Regions from separate parts of the Pan troglodytes genome. Here region 2 is linked to region 1. The links are chromatin contacts, called in public HiChIP or PLAC-seq maps. All regions are on one chromosome and are shown on one strand. Each heading gives the region's core, a stretch centred on a gene start, on an enhancer-like site or on the middle of the called end of the contact. The rest is flanking DNA. Distances are from core to core; before and after follow the strand shown.

Region 1 (3,552 bases), core at 271-2,770:
TTACAAGCCTTCAGTCATAGGTAACTTCTGCACATGGAAATGATTTATTTTGGGAGATGTGACATTATCACTCATCAAATTAGGAGACTTTTAAAGCCCTACCAGTTTCAAGACACCTGGCTGAATTTAACTTGGTAGCAGCCAGATTCGCAGATGGAATACCATGTCAGGAACTCTTAGTAATTCATTTATCTTAATACTTCTAAATTTTGCAAGTTTGTCTAGACTATACTTCTTTTTTTTCCCATTTGAATACCAAAGGATGAAATCTTATTCTAAGTTTTCAAAAGACCTGGAAGGAATCCACTCATAACATATTTTAAAACAAGGAATTGGAATGAGCCCAGGATGAGGGCTCAGACAGCTAAGTTTTGGTCCCAGCATAGTCAGTAACTATCAGGGCAACTTGAAGAGGCCACTTAATCTCAGGTTCTTCTGTAGTGCATTGTACCTTCCCTCCCCAGAGTCCAGAGTTCTATCAAAGGTAATATGAATGGGTATTTGGAAAGTGCACTAAACCTCACACGGATGTAAGATCCTTTCATGAGTTCCTTCAATGATTGAAATGTTTCTTCCTACGTTCACCAGCCACTTCCTAATTCTCAAGTACAATGCACTACTTTCAGTTCTTTATTTACTTGAACTTTGTGTAACAGGTGACATCATGGACAATTCCCTCTTTTTTTCCTTCATTCTCTAGTTTACCTTTTCCTGGTTTATTTCCTATCTTGTGGGTTACTCGTTTTCAGGGTTATTCTTTCTCTGTCCATCTCTCTTAAGCAGATAACATTCCACACTTAGTGTCGGTGAGTTCCAATCAGAATTCTATCCTGGGTTTTGTTTTTTTCCACCTAAGTGCGTCTGGACTTTTGATATCACCTATCCGGGTAATCATTTTAGAAAATAGTGTTGCCTTAATATAGGCAAAGGCTAAGCCGATCTATCTTCTAATTAATTTGGAGAGGGCTTTCTTTCATTTGTAGCAATTGATGCTTTTCATCTAACAATTACAATATATTTGCATATTTATCATTGGAACTGTCTCTGCTTGTTTTAAACCCTGTGAAAACTACGCCCTGCTTTTCAGGAATGCTTAGAATGACTTGTATGTACTAGGAAAACTTGTTTACTAAGTGAGCACCCAGAGATGACTCTTCACTTATTCCTTCATTGTTCTTGCTAGGATTGTGTGCTCGCCTTTGCATTTTTCGATAGAGCTGTGAACGCGATCTACTGCAATTAAAGGTTAGCAAACAAGACAGGCAAGAGCTAATGGGGCGGGGTGAAGACTCGCGTGCAAGAAGGCTGGCTTCACCAGATAAAGAAGACAACTGTCCTCCATTCTGTCCTTTTTTGCACGTAGGCTAAGAGGCGTTCACCATCTCTACGTCAGGCTTCAAAGAACAGCTCCCTTGCAATTTTGCTGATACCCCCATTCCTTAGCTTGGAACCGGAGGGGCGGTGAGGGCCGCTGTCACTCAGCCCCGCGGGCCAATAGAAAAGGGGTGAACCCCGCCTTCTTCCTGAGTTGTGCTGCGGGCATGCGCACTGGGCGTCCCCACGCCACCGCCCATCAGCTGAGAATTGCAGCTGAGGGCTCCGGGGTAGGTGGGTGACGGCGGTCGGAGGTGTAGGAGGGAGCCGTGGAGGTCCAGGTAAGAGGACCCTGGGGAGGGGGGCTCCCTGGCCGGGCGACAGGGAGGCGCGGTGCCCCTGCGGCTGCTGCGCCTTCTTGTTTGTGCGCGTGGTCAGGTGGCCGCCGCCCTGCGCTCTGCAGCAGGCACTCGGGAGGCTGGGAAGGGCGGGACTGCCCCAGCTCCCGGAGCGCCTGCGGCTCCCCACGCCCCCCGGCCGGGTGCAAGGGCGCGGCGCGTTCCGCATTCCGGGTGCGCGCGGCTGTGGTCAGGTGGGCCTACCCAGCCACGCACCCGCCGCGGTCCCCTGGGCAGAGCTCCGGAGGCGCACGGCTGGCGGAGCGCACCCCGGGGAGGGCGCCAGAGCCGGCTGGGGCCCAGCTCAGGAATCCAGACACGACCAAATGACCTCTTCCTCTTTTCAACTCACGGATTGAAAAACACATTAAACTTCCCGAATATAGAGGAACTGAAAAATGTATGGCTGTAGCAGGCGAACCGTGTATGTTTGTTTATTCAGAGGCGCGTAGTATTGTTTTTTTAATTTGGCTTGATGACTTTAACATACTTTGACATTCTTTTAGTATACACCTTTAATTAATTTACATAAAAACCTTTAAACATACATAAAATATTTCTAGTATTTCCTCCACCTTGTTTTCTAGTTAGTTTCTTTAAATTCAGACAAAGAAAAAAAGTTGCATTTCTGATCAAATGCTGTGTGTTTTTTCCCACAAATTTCTTACATTTGTTTGGCTCTTATCTGTATACGTTAATTTTTGTTTACCTCAGATCGTTGTATTCTGACTATAATTATATATAATATATAAAACTTGCCCAGAATCTGGAAGAAAAGAAAGTAATTATGAAATGCTGTGCTATTTAACAATGTTGGAAGTGGACATTTCTTCTGCAGGTTCTCTGAGCACACCTGGGCAGAGGCTGATAACGGTGTTTTAAACTGTGTTTTGTGTTGTGGACAGGCCTTATAGGCTACTTTGAGAAGTTGGCCTCAGACTCGTGACTAGTTAAGAATTATGCTCTTAACTTCACAGTTTCTGTAGAGGTTAATATGATACCATATTAACTCATTAACATCATAATTTTTCCTCAGATATGTTACTTATGTTGCTCTTGATAACAAAATCAATCCTCATTTTGATTATGACCCCAAACTTTAAGTGCTGATGATTGAAAAGTAAATTATAGAAAATATTCACAGTAAGTCTGAGTGAAGTTTGCTGTGATTCCATTTAATTTGCAAGTTTCATGTGTGAAAGTGTGAAAAAAACAATCCTCGGTGTTGTGAACTACAACCAAGTAGTACAAAAGTTCAGTGATGAAAGAGCTAAGGCCAAAGAATACAGTTAATGTAGTTTGTGCAGAGGATACTTATGTAGACAGAGCACCCTCACATTCCTTGAGCATTTACTGTGCACCAGGCACTGTAGATTACACAGGATGACAAGGTCATCTCTCTCCTGTTTGTATTCCAGAAGTAGCTCCTGTTTGTATTCCAGAGGTGTAGGGATAAATAATAAACAGTGATTAATTCGGCTTTTGAGTATTGTGAAGCAGTAAGTTAGATTGACAAAGAGTGACCAGTGGTGAGTTCTCACTTTCATATCAGAGTGGTCACAAAGGTTTCTCTAGCATGTGATGAGGCCTTGCTGGGGAGAAGGAGCCAGTCACGTGGAGATCATGGGAAGAGCCTTCTAGAAATAGGAAATGGCACCCAGCAAAGGCCCAAGGCAGCAAGAAGCCTGGGACCTTCGGTATCTGAAAGAAGGCACTGGAATTTTATGTTTTGGAAATGGTAATATTTACCCTCACGCTGGGTGTGTGTTCTTAGGAGGTGGGTACATTCATTCATTCTGCAAATGTTTGTTAAGCACTTGTGATGTAGCCAGGCACTGAG
Region 2 (3,552 bases), core at 759-3,258, 200 kb before region 1:
CTAAGAGGTCAGCAAGCAGTTAGAGAAGCTGGTGTTTACCGGAAACTCAGGAGAACCAGCCAACCACAACTCCTGGGTTACCTTGGCAATTGCAGAATAAATGCATTATAGTTACTAAAGTAAAAAATTAGATATGCCTGTTTGCAGATTGAACTATAAAAATACCATTCAAAGACAAATAGATCTAAAAATAAAATGGAAAAACATAAACACTAATTCTGTAAATATTATACTTAATGCACAACTGAAACAAAATTTGCCAGCTTACTCAATATCAAAATCTATGAACAGTTTTTCTATTTTATATCATTTCCCTCTCCTCTGTCTGGATCTCGCTCCCCAGCTCTCTTTTTTTTTTTTTTTGCTCTGATTCTTTATACACCTCTGTTGCCTCTGTGATAAGCAGCTTCAAAGATGGTTCCTAATGCTTTATTGGATAGAATACAACAAAAGTGATGAGGTGTTGCTTCCCCAATTACATTAGGAAGCATCCGTGGCTTCCATCTCCAGTGGGTTCACTTGCTGTCTGGCTCTAAGGGAATCCAGATACCATAATGCGGGCTGCCCTATGGTGAGGTTTGCATCACTAGGAACTCATGTCTCTGGGCAACAACCAATGAGGTCTTGATCCCTGCCGTCAGCCACATGAGGGAGCTTGGAGCTCGGAAGTGAATCCTTCTGGAGTCAAGCCTTGATATAACTAGCCCTGGCAGCTGCTTGACTGCAGCCTTGTGAAAGAGACCTTGGGCCAGAGGCACCAGCTAAACTGCCCCTGGATTCCTGACCCAGAGAAAGTGGGAGATGATGTATTTTTGCTTTTTGAAGCTGCTGAATTTGGGGATAATTTGTTATATAGCAATAGAAAATGAGTAACTCTTTTGTATTCCTCTTTGTCCTGGCTTCCCCATTTTGAGGAAAATAAAGTAAATCAAAGTGTAGAGCTGAAATATTCACATGAAAATAATAATAAAGTTTTAAAATTATTTGAATGTCTTGTGTTGACATTCCAAAATATATGAATTCCAAAAATTTATATGTTGAAGTCCTAACTGTCAGTATCTTAGAATGTAACCTTTTTTGGAAAAGGGGTCATTTCAGATCTAATTAGTTAAGATGAAGTTATACTGGAGTACAGTGGGCACTAAATCTAATTGGTCCTATGATTGAGTCTCAGTCTTTCAGTGAGCCTGTACCCCTGGGTTTATGACCTTCAGTTGGCTTTTTTCTTCTGCCCTTATTTGGCATAAAAACAAAGCAGGTGGATCACCTGAGGTCAGCAATTTGAGACCAGCCTGCCCAACACGGCGAAACCCTGTCTCTACTAAAAATACAAAAAATTAGCCTGGCGTGGTGGCGGGCGCCTGTAATCCCAGCTACTTGGGAGGCTGAGGCAGGAGAATCACATGAACCCGAGAGGCGGAGGTTGCAGTGAGCCGAGATTTCGCCACTGCACTCTAGCCTGGGTGACAAGAGTGAAACTCCATCTCAAACAACAACAACAATAAACAAACAACAATGATGACAAAAAAAGCTAGAGCTGGGATTTTCCCTTTCCCTGTGTTAAAGATTAGAGTGGTGTCCTCACGAAAAGGGAAAACTTGGACACAGGCACGCACATGAGGAGAATAGCATATGAAGAGACACAGGGAGAAGGCAGCCATCTATGGGTCAAGGAGAGAGGCCTGGAACACATCTTTCCTTCACCGCCCTCAGGAGGAACCAACTCTGCTGACACCTTCATCTGGGACTCCCACCCTCCAGAACTGCAAAGCAATAAATTTTTTATTTTTTACACCACCCAGTTTATTGTATTTTGTTAGGCAGCCCTAGCGCACTAATGTATATAGAGTTCTTGAGTTAATCTTCACAAATTACTGCAATAAGGGAGGGTCTTTTGTTATGTAACAGTGCTATGAAATCATAGCGTTTTCTTAATTAACTTCCGTGGTTTAAGGTACTAAGCTCTGGACACCACGTGTCTTCTTTCTATAAATACCAGGACATGCTCTGTTTTTCAGCACTCATTGGACTTCAGCATGACTACTCAGTTGCCAGCTTACGTGGCAATTTTGCTTTTCTATGTCTCAAGAGCCAGCTGCCAGGACACTTTCATTGCAGCTGTTTATGAGCATGCAGCGATATTGCCCAATGCCACCCTAACACCAGTGTCTCGTGAGGAGGCTTTGGCATTAATGAATCGGAATCTGGACATTTTGGAAGGAGCGATCACATCAGCAGCAGATCAGGTACCATCTCTACCATCTCTCCAGTGTACTGGATTCTATGAGAAAGGAGGGGGTCCTAGGAGACAGGGCCACTGTCAGGGTCAGTTACACTTTTAGATGATATATGTATCAGAGTAGCCAAGAACCTTTATTTTACAGTTAGAATTCTACTTTCCTCTCAAAATTAGAGCAAGGACTTCCCTAACAGTAAGAACAAAGTTAAGAAAAGAACAATTTGCTCATTATCAAGAAGCAGCAGACCTTTGAGGAACTGGCCATAAATTCAACATCTTTGTTCCCCTTTTCTGGTACAGATGGAGGATGGAGGATAAATGGGTCAGGGACTAGGTGCTATTTGCAGAGTATTAGTGGCCTTCATGTACTCATGTGCTATTAAGGCTTTGCAGGTTTTTGAATAAATTTATAATCTGAAAACAAATTTAAGTTTTCAATTCCTTGCCAGCATGCACTATATACTTCATACTTCATTCTAATTACAAGATAAAAGTATATGTAATGCATTGTGAGTCCTTAAGTTGAGTGAAGGTTTCAGTTTGAAGTTAATCATATAGTATAAATTGTGGTTTACACAAATATTATTTTAAAAGCTATTGATCGATTAGGTGTAGACCAGGAATATATGAAGTGTGATAAAAGTCATGGATAAATGTGTATTACATATATCTATAAATATATATTCTTTTGTGTTGTTGAGTTAGGGTCTCACTCTGTCACCCAGGATGGAGTATAGTGGTGTGATCACGTCTCACTGCAGCCTTGACTTCCCGGGCTCAGGTGATTCTCCCACTACAGTCTCCAGAGTAGCTGGGACCACAGATGCATGCCACCGTGCTCAGCTAAGTTTTGTATTTTTTGTAGAGATGGGATTTTGCCATGTTGCCCACGCTGGACTTGAACTCCTGACCTCAGGTGATCCACCTGCCTTGGGCTCCCAAAGTGCTGGGATTACAGGCATGAGCTACCATGACTGCCCTATATTCTTATATATACTAATATTTAAAAGGTTATCAGGAGTTCTGATGTTCTTTTTCATCCTTAGTCCAACTATTTCCTTGAAGGTCACAGAGCTTTTTAAGGTGACTCTCTAATTGGAAGGTGCCCAGGTTAGCTCAGGCAGTACTTGTAGGCATGGGACAGTTCAAGTAACCAGTTTGTGGCTCCTCTTTTTCTGAGAAGCAGGAATCATGTTTGCAGGGGAAAGCTGGGGCAGAGGAGGAAATAAACAGAATATTTAAGTTATTAATCAGTCTTGACACAGGCACAGTCATCAGCCAAAGTTCAAGGAGAGGCTTGGTTCCAGGATAAG

Evidence for each region. HiChIP or PLAC-seq counts read pairs in DNA pulled down with a chosen protein or histone mark.
Region 2: an H3K4me3 HiChIP or PLAC-seq map of stem cell-derived excitatory neurons shows a contact between it and region 1, with 4 times the contacts expected there. The contact joins the promoter of VNN1 here to the promoter of STX7 in region 1.

Annotation. Positions count from the first base shown.
Region 1 is chr5:144,388,395-144,391,946 of NHGRI_mPanTro3-v2.0_pri, reverse strand. STX7 (syntaxin 7) reads left to right here and starts at 1,520. Exons shown (of 10, transcript XM_518745.8): 1 at 1,520-1,655.
Region 2 is chr5:144,588,859-144,592,410 of NHGRI_mPanTro3-v2.0_pri, reverse strand. It overlaps VNN1 (vanin 1), which reads left to right and starts at 2,008. Exons shown (of 7, transcript XM_001169280.6): 1 at 2,008-2,246. The coding sequence starts at 2,037.